Regions from separate parts of the Gossypium hirsutum genome. Here region 2 is linked to region 1. Evidence: chromatin contacts called from public Hi-C data. All regions are on one chromosome and are shown on one strand. The core of a region is the stretch at or near the end of the contact, and the rest is flanking DNA. Distances in the headings are between cores, read along the strand shown.

Region 1 (5,294 bases), core at 551-3,050:
TAGTTTGGGATAAATCACCGAATGAATATAAAAGTTCTTTTAAGCGCATTTCGTACATCGAAAGAGCACAAAATCTATAAAAATTAAAAGTCTACGGACCTCGAGGTAGCTCCCCCCCCAAAAAAAAGAAAAAAGAAAAAAAAAACAAAATGATCTCAAAACAATAATATTTAGAGAGAAAATGAAAAAATATCACTATTTAAATAAATTTATTCCATCTTGGAAAAGTCACCTTGATTGAACTTTCTGTAAATTTGTGGTGAATCTGGAGCATGTGACGCATTTACCGAAATATCCTATTTTGCAAAAATTATGGAATAAGATATATGGGATATTTGAGGAAATTGATGTAAAATGGGCTTGTGTTGAAGCCTTGGGCCTGTGCAGTGGGCATTTTACTTTGTAATTGAAGTGCTAATGTGATATTGTTTATGTCCGAGACAGATATTTGATATTTATATTATCTTCGTGTAGTGGTGTAATACGGTGGGCTGTTGCTCTAATAATCTTCAGACTGTCTTTTCCAGCTTCTGGAGATGAATTGGTCGGTTAGGCTGGCTGCATCTGGAGGGATGTTAAGATTTCCTTTCTAATGCAGTTCTTTTGTCTGTAATGTATGATGCCTGAACACAACCGAAAGCTCAAGTCTTGGAATTTTATGAATTGCTTGAACACGACCGAATTAATCGACTTTATTTGAGCTAATCGATCGAGTCAATGAAGTTAAATTGATTAATCAAATAAAGCAAAAGCCTACTAGAGTCAGTTTATCTACTAATCTCAGGTCGAAAAGTAAAGAAGAACCTTGCGGATTTGGATAATCCAGATTCTTATTATAAACATGACATCAATTATAATTGTGAGCCTCTTGTGATGTTTTCCTCTTCTTCCAGAGCTCATATTATATACATATAGTTTGACATACAGAAGGAAAAAAGTTAACAGAAAAGGAACTTGAGAGCACTTTTTTAGCCTTCATTCTTCTTCAACTGTTGCCTGTACCAAGACTGCAACAAAACCATGAAGTTGAAACCATGGCGTTGGGTTTTAAGGAGAGGTTGAAGATGAAGCCACTTTGAAGATAAGGAACTTGAGTCTCTCTAATGTAAAGTAAATGAAAGTCCCTTTAGAATGAGAGAAAAAACACCCAAAATTTGAACCCACCACACATTGCCATCCATTCCCATACTTGCTATCAAACTCCTGCCAACAAAAAGGCACAAAATTTACCATCATAAGAACAGAAGCTTATCATATAATGGATTTAAACCAGAGGGAAACCATTCCCCAAAATTAAACCTTTTTTATATAACCAGCAATGGAAATGCAGTCAAAGACATCATAAAGGTCAAGAGCTTGAGAAGCAAAAGACATTGCTTCAATCTGCATCTTCAATGGCATATCTGAGTCATCCACCAAAGCTTTCCCTTCTAACATGTTTGTTTCCTCTCTTTTCTGTCTCAGGAAAACCAGAAAACCATCAAAGAAAAGAATCTGAGGTTTGGGATTTTATCAATGAGTAACTGTTTCTTATCTTTTAAGACCAGAAGAAAAAGAATTGGATCAAATTTCACACTTTTCTTTTCCAGGCTAGAAACCAACAAAAATGGAAGAAATTTAGGCTTTTCCCGAAGGCTTCTTAAGTTCTCTCTCTTGCTTTTCCACAATTGGAGGAGTGAGTCATGTCTTAGAAATTCGCAATATTAGGCTGGCACTTTGTCCAACTATAGTGTCCCTGTCTCCTCTCAATTTTTTATGTTTTTGATAGAATCTCATCTCACTCACTTTACAGAACCCGTCCAGTGAATAATTTGAGAAATCAAAAACAAATAAGCTTCTTTATTTTATTTTTTTATTATCTTTAAAGGTTCGAGAACGGTTCAATAAAAAATTGCCCTCTAACTTAAAAAATTTTACCTAAACAATGATTTTGTTACATAAATTGTGTCAATTTTTTCTCCCTTAAAAAATTTCTTTTAATTAACACATGATACTTTTAATTTTAAAAATATAATTATATTGAATTATAAAAAATCAAATTTACTACTCAATTTTTTTACATTTCCTTCTCATTACTGTTTTGAGAATCGAACCAATTAGACTGTCAGTTCAAAATAAAAAGTTGAATTGATTGGCCCGTAAACCTACAAATCAGGTTAAAAGAATCATTTACACCAATTTACTTTACTTTTAAATATGTAATTTTTTTTAATTTTTATTATTTTTTAATTAAATTAGACAAATAAATCATATCAAAAATCGATGATTGACCGGTTTGATCAACTATCTAATTCCGAAAACCTTCCTTACCGCAAGTGTTTCTTCTCCATGGACTTAGATCAACTTTTTTTTTCTTTGTTACTCTTTAATCACCAAATTTGTGAGGATCTTTCTAGGCTCCTTGTTAACAAATTGGTAAAGACCCATTCTCCTAGACATTGTAGACCATAAATTGCCATTTCCTCAATCTCTTGCAGTGAAAACGTTAAAATTTCCTTCGTCGTTAATGGATGTTTGTTCACGTTCTCGATCCTAGTTGTGATTTTCTCTTTCCTCTCAGCGCTCATTGCATTTGCCATGCTTCGCAAAGCAACAATGGTACAAGCTGCATTTGAGTAGCGCTTTACTTGTTTCTCCCTTGGATAATTGCATAAGCATTTCCCCTGAAAGCTATCTGCTCTACAGCTTTACTCAAGATTTCTTCCCGAGTCATCAAAGATGAAATTTGGGTGTTGAGTTTCTCAACTCCAACTGTTGCCATCTTCTGAAATAGCTCAAAGCCAATCAATGCGGTGGCTACTTGCATGTGCTCAGATGGTGGGTTTCATCCCGAAGATTTTTTGTGCCTTCTAAGTTGGCCTTATAATTTCTGAATTTTGAAGTACGAAATAAATGAAGATGAAAGAGAGAATGTAAAAGAAAAAAAATTAACTTTTTCTCTAATTTAATTTATTTGCATTTAATATTAAAACTATTTTTTTATTTAATTAAAAACATCATGTGTCATTAAATAATTGGTTAAGAGAATTTTTGTAAGCGAAGAAACAGGTTGGGGCAATTTTTGTAAAAATATTAAAGTACTTAAATAGAAAAAATGTTATAATTTGGGACCAACTTTTTATTTAAGCTTTTAAAATATTTTATATATTATATAGAATATTTAAAATTAAATCATCTAAAAAATAAACAATTTTATATGAAAGTTTAATTTTTTTTAACACATGGGTGCCTTTAATTTTATCATGTCAATCAAGTTAAGGCTCTGTCAGTGTAACGATCCGAATGCTAATGGTGCCGGAAAGTGTATTTTCGAAACCTCGATTCTATAAACCGAACTTGTAAATATTTTTATTAAATATTTACAGAGTTATAATTGCAGTGAATTGAATTTTGATTAGGTAATTTCATAGAATTAGTACTTAATTTAAGTACAGGGACTAAATCGCATAAGTGGTAAAAATATAATATTATAATTAGAACTTAAATAAAGGGGTTAAAATAAAAATTATACACTAAATTACAATCATATGGCTGGTTAAAGAATTATATAGATATTTTATTTTATAAAATATAAGTTAAAGTAAATTATAAAATGAAATTTGGGTGAAAGAGAAAACCAATTTCTCTTAATTCTCTTTTCATTTCGAAACAAAAAGAACAACGGGGAGATCCCACGGCATAAGGTTCTAATATTTAAAGTTCAATTTGGTTAGTTTAATTTAGTTATTTTCTTGTAATTTTTATATTTTCGGAATTCCAATAGTTCAAGCTAGTTCACTCATGTCATATTTTTGGTATTGTTAAAGTTACAGTATGTTACCATTGTTGAATAGTTGAGATTTTAGGGACTAACTTGATAGATTTTAAGTTTAGTATTAAAAAAAGACTAAATTGTAAAGTCAATTGATGATTTTTTGCAATAGGGATTAAAATGAAAAAAAATGTGAATTTTTTGGTACAAATGAGAAATAGGAAGTCCTATAGGACCTCTAGTGAATTCGACATTAAATTAGAGGGCTAAATGTGAAAGTTGTGGTAGTCCTGGTTTTAGGGACTAAATTGAATAATATATAAATTTTGTATATTTAGCAATTGAATGTGAATTTGGCTATGTATTGATAATTTATCATATTTGTCTTAATTCGTAGCTAACATCGACCTGGATTCCACGAAAAAGAAAGAAAAAAATAAAGTTATTAACAAGTAGCTCGGAGTTTACAATTTGTGTTTCTATAATCCGAACTAACTTGTAACTGTTACATTTTGATTTGGTTATGCATGGTAAGAATGTAAGGTTCCTTGTTTAATTGAGATGATTTGAATTGGTTGATGATTATAGGGACTAAATTGATTATATGTGAAAAACATGCATATGTTTATATAAATATGGATTTGAATACAAAATGAGATATTTGATGCTGCCATATGTTTGAATAAATGAATTCATGATGAAAAGTGATGTGAATTGAGATATTGAATGATAATGAAATTTGAATTGAATACCCTATTAACTGTTCGGGCAGAGTTCGATATAGTTGGCATGCTATAGAATAGGAAGAGTTTAGGGTTACTTCGACTACGAATAGATGAGGAATTGAGTGCCAATTTGCTTCGGTTTAACCGACGAGACATTGAGTGTCAAATTCATTGATAGCACTAGGCGCAACTATTTGCTTTGGATTTATCCAATGAAGCATTGGGTGCTAGACTGGTGTGTTGGTTGGATCCGTGTATCCATTCGAGTCCGAGTCATGTTAATAGGAGAATAAATGGTAAAAACGAAACCTTTGATATTGAAATGGCAAATGATGAGAATGGAAGTGAAATGTGAAATGGAATAAAATGAAATTGTAGAATGAATTATAAACATAAATTGATTATGTTCAATGAAATCAACAAATTCTAAAGTGAAATGGATGATGCCATTATATGATTTGAGTTACCAAATGATATATGTGATATAATTGTTAAGTTCTATTATTGAGAAAAAGTGTTAGATATGAAATAAGGAATGTATGTGATAGCATAATTGAATTGATATATTACATATTACCATATGTTTTATGTAATAGGCCAATTTAGCCCCGGCTCACAAAAAAAAAAACAAAGTCCAAGTCTAGTCCAAAATTATATCATTTGGCCCGATCGGAATGGTTCATTACTTGAAAAGGTTGAAGGTCCATCTACAAGCTTGACGCATATGGAAACATAATCTTCAAGGATATGCAATCTTAGATATGATATGCAATCTTAGAAGATATGATTTTGTAATCTTAGAGATTTAATTTGTAGAT
Region 2 (4,660 bases), core at 1,715-4,214, 200 kb after region 1:
CACACAACGAACGCAGCGAAACAGAAAAGACACAGCAAACAAGTGATAGAAAAAACAAACGAAAAAGAGAAAAAAGTAGCAAAAAGAAAAAGAAACAGCGAAAAAAGGAGATTTTGCTTTTTCTATTATTCTGTTTTCTTAATATATAGAACGATTGTAATAGAGCGAAAGGGGAAGGCATTCTGTAAAAAAAAGACGATATCAATACAAAGAGAAAAAAATTTGAGCTGATTCTTCGATTTTCTTTTATGTTCTTCTCTTCTTCTTTTATTTCTTTGATTTCTTTTTATGAACAAAAAATAACAATAGATCGATTTTTAAAAGAGTAATGGCAGATTTCATTTTTTGATAATGTAAATCATCCTTTTTTACTCCTCTACGAAGCAAAAAGAGAAAAGGGAGAGATTTTACCTTCGCCAAGACGCCGTGGAAGCTCCGTTCACTCCGTTCGAATCGGAGTTGGTGGAACTTTGGCTGATTGAAGCGGCGCAGAGAGGGGAGCGTTTGGGTTCTTTTTATTCTTTATTTATTTTATTTTCTTTTCTTTTTTATTTTCGTTTTGAAAAACTGAAGCTATAGCTGCCAATTTAGGGTTTTGCTTGGCCTTTACCTTATGTGCGAAACGACGCCATTTGGAGTCTGATCAGTGGCTCCAAAACGGCGTAGTATTGACCCAGATCTTTGCGCGACCCGACCCGCTCCATGGGGGATCTGTGCGCTCCTGTTAATTGGGTTATTTTCAACCCCGGTCCCTCTGCCTTTTATGATTTCGCGATTAAACTCCTTTTATTTTTTTATTTTGTCATGAAATTTTTGTATTATTTTATTTTGGTCCTTTTCGAAACGCTGCGCATAGAAAGACGGGGCTATTTACTGTTTAGATACTTGCTTCTACGCGCGTATTGTAATATACTCCTTCAGTTTTTAACCGAATACAAAGCTAATCCTTTTATTTTTATTTATGTTTGATGCCTATTTAATTTCGTTTTACTTCAATTTAATTTTGTTCCATTATTTTATTTAATTTTGTTTGTTCTTCTTTTAACTTTGTTTCAATTCTAATTTAGTTTTTTATTACTTTAAGTTTAAATCTAATTAGTAATTATTTTTGATATATTTATCTTTAAATATAGTATTATTTTAGTATTTAATCTTAACATTGTTTTAAATTTCATCATTAGTACTGCTTAATTTGTTTTATATGATATAATACTATTTTATATACATATGTATATATAATTTATATCAAATTATGTTTATTTTATATATAAAAGTATATTATTGATCTCACATTGTTGTATTTTTCCACTTACTTTAATACATACGTAATTTATTTCATTTTAAAAACTACTTTATTATATTTCACTTATTTCATTTTTTATGTATTGTTATATATTACTATCCATTTTGAACTTTTTATTTTTTATTTGTTTCTACAAGTATTATTTATTTAAATTAATAAATATATGTTATTTTCTTTAATTATAATATTTATTTTTTTATTTGGATACTGTTATTTCATTTGATATTTATTTTTAACTATAATTTTGATTAATTTCAAATTCTTATATATGTATATATGATTTCTTTTAAATTTATTTGAATTATAATTTCCTTTCTTTCATACGTCTTAAGTTATTTTAAAAGCTTGTACAATTTCATGTGTGATAATTTATTTGGTGCTTTGATTGACTTTAGATTCATTAGCTTTTGAATGTTAACATAATATATGATGTGAGAATTGCTTTTAGGGGTATTGTATTGCTTGTTTGTATTTGCTAATTATTCGTAGTTCATTAGAACGCATTTTGGTTACAAATTATCGTTTAGTATTGTACATTATTCCACCGTGTTTCATTTGCTAAAATTTTGCGTTTAACATGGTTTAAGCTCCAAAATCCCTTTTTAAATATTATAATGCTCAACTTTCATAATTCGCGAGAGAATTGAGTCCTAACTTATTGGGCTTCAATTTTTCTAATGAATTTAGGTAGTCGAGTATCTCTTTTGCAATAAAAAAAACATGTGATTTCTAAATAAAATTAATTAAGATTTCAAAATGTTAGATCCTAACTCACTGGATATGACATTTTGTCATCTCGATTTTAAAATAAAGGCCATATTTGACGTTTAGGAATTTCAAGAGATGAAACCCTAATTTACTGGATTCTGACTTCTCGATTGACTTAAGTAATCAAATGTCCTTCTTAAAACACATGATTTTTTAAAAAAGGGGATGAATCTAGCTTTGAAGATTGAACTGTTGCACTCTAACTCACTGAGTGTGGCGGTTTATTGATTTGAAATAGGTCCGTCTATTCAACCAATGCCATTATTTAAGCTTGCATTTCAAAGGATTGTATTTTAAAATCTTTTCAAAATTTCGGCATTAAGACATTAGACAATCAATTCGGTACCAATTTTGGGCGTCACGAGGGTGCTAACCCTTCCTCGTGCGTAACCGACTCCCAAACATGTTTTCTCAAAACTCGCAGACCTAAAATTATTTTCTGGGTGATCCGATCGCACCATAATAAAAGGTCGGTGGCGACTCCCATTTTCATTTTAAAAGTCGATCCCCCATTTTTCAAACTTGAAAAAATGGTTTCGACATAACTCTAACCTTAATTAAGTGATAATTAAAACATAAAATTAATCTCTATCTATATACTTAAACATCCATTCAAGTAATAACTAATAAATATGAAAATAAAAAAAATTTACTTATAAAAAATAAAAAAAATAAAATTTTAACCTTAATCGGTAGTGAGTATGCTTAGACTTTTATAACTCTATTTTCGGGTCAATAAAATTATTCAACTTATTTTTAAATAGTTGTATAACTAATAATTCTAAATTAAATTCTAAATATTTTTAAATATCAATTAAATATTTTTTATTTTTAAATATTAATTTAATAATATGATTAAAATAAATATCCTTTTTAATTCAATTTACTTTTTCAAATTTGTGTTTTTATTTATATTATTGATGGATTAGCCTAAAAAATAGTTTTTATCAAAAAGCACCCTAGTAATCTCCTTGCTTGTTCAAATGCAATCTCTAATCTCAGCACAGCAAAACTGATCTCGGCAGCGATTCAAACAACGCGTCAACCGAGACCTGTTATCTCTTTCCCCTGATTTTATCAACTCAAAAGGTATTATTAATTACTAAAGGCAGAAACTTCTTCAGCTTGAGGAAACAAAGCAGAGGGCAACAATGAAGTGGGTCAAAGTCATAGTATCTTTCATCCTCACACTCTCGTTTTTGTCGTTTCCTTCATGCGCGTTCCAATCCGATGAGCTTCTTGTTGACGACGAAGAGTTCGGACTCGAGGGGGCTCCGCAACATCGTTCCCCTGAACCCATCCCCACTCGATCCCCACCAGTCACATCCCCGACCCGAAAGAGGCATTCGGATCTAGATTCCGATTCTAAGATCCAGTTCTCTCTTGACCACGCTTTTGGCGACTCCGATTTCTCTCCCGCTGGCACTTTCTCCGCCCGCCTCAAAACATGGAGCCACGGCGGCCAGGTTTACCAACCTTTTCTTTCTTTAAAAAAAAAAATCTTTTTTAAAGCAAAATTTTCGTTTTCGTAGTGTATGAATAGTGCTGAAACTTCCATTCACACCCTGATTCATATATATCTTAAAAGCTGGGATTTTTCTTCCACTTTTATTTACATCTTCTTATGCATTATACTTGGGCTTTGTTTGGTTTTCGATTTTGCTACTAAATGTTTAATCATAAGTGATTAATAAACTAATGATTAGGATGGGAATTCTAACAGAAAGTTTTTGTAAGTAAAATGATTTATAATGTTAGTGAAATAATATAACAACGTTAATCTTTAGTTAGTCAATAATACTTTTTAATTTCATCTCCAAGAGCAGTTCTTCACATTTTGCTTAGGGAATTAAAAGACAAGAAGAAAACATGGCCTTTGTCGTTAAAGTTATAAGAAAATGGAGTCAACTTGTGAGGTGAATGCTGCTGGGCTACTGTAGGAATTATATGTCAACCTAATTTTATCACTTTTCTCAATTTTCTTGAATTTTGACATTTGCACTTTAATCTTGACTCATATTTGGACAAAATTTAATAGAACAGTGCATGTTTAAACATATCCTTAGTGTTTTGTTTTGTTGATGAGTTGGCAATATAAATGAAAAGATTTAAGAGAACAATGTGTCAACGATTACAATGTGTTTGTTTTTGTACAATGTGGAATTTCTGCTACATTTAACATGTTAAATTTCTGCTTCTTCACAACTTAGTTAAATATGTACTCAACATATTCCGTAATTCCTTCATAATTTTTCCCCATAATTCAACCAATTAAAAGCATGATGGTAAAGTTAGTGCAATTGATGAGGTTGAGAAATTTTAACTTTGACTTAGCATGGTGGCAAATTTGGTATGCATCCTTGTTAAGAAAAGGCAGCTGAGTTCTTTGAAATTAAGCCACTAACTGGTACAACTAGTACTTGGTTTCATTCTAAATCTTAAAAGTGGATATTGGACTGTTGTTGGAAGCATGATTAGGATCTGAGAGGAGTTTACTGAAGCTTAAGCTCTTTAGTTTTTGATTTCTTTCTCACAGTTTGGCTATGTAAAACCTGCTACTTCCAAAGGCCTTCAAATTTGAGAAAATTA

The links. A called contact is a pair of places that touch in the nucleus more often than the background predicts.
Region 2: a Hi-C map of leaf shows a contact between it and region 1, with 2.3 times the contacts expected there. The contact joins the promoter of LOC107950643 here to the promoter of LOC107949596 in region 1. A contact is called at or near these places in 2 of 34 Hi-C or Micro-C datasets (both in leaf).

What each region holds. Positions count from the first base shown.
Region 1 is chrD03:15,064,454-15,069,747 of Gossypium_hirsutum_v2.1, forward strand. It overlaps LOC107949596 (dynein light chain LC6, flagellar outer arm), which reads right to left and starts at 1,801. Exons shown (of 2, transcript XM_016884315.2): 1 at 1,300-1,801; 2 at 710-1,203. The coding sequence starts at 1,437. The coding sequence ends at 1,048.
Region 2 is chrD03:15,262,578-15,267,237 of Gossypium_hirsutum_v2.1, forward strand. LOC107950643 (ER membrane protein complex subunit 10) reads left to right here and starts at 2,965. Exons shown (of 8, transcript XM_016885528.2): 1 at 2,965-3,537. The coding sequence starts at 3,223.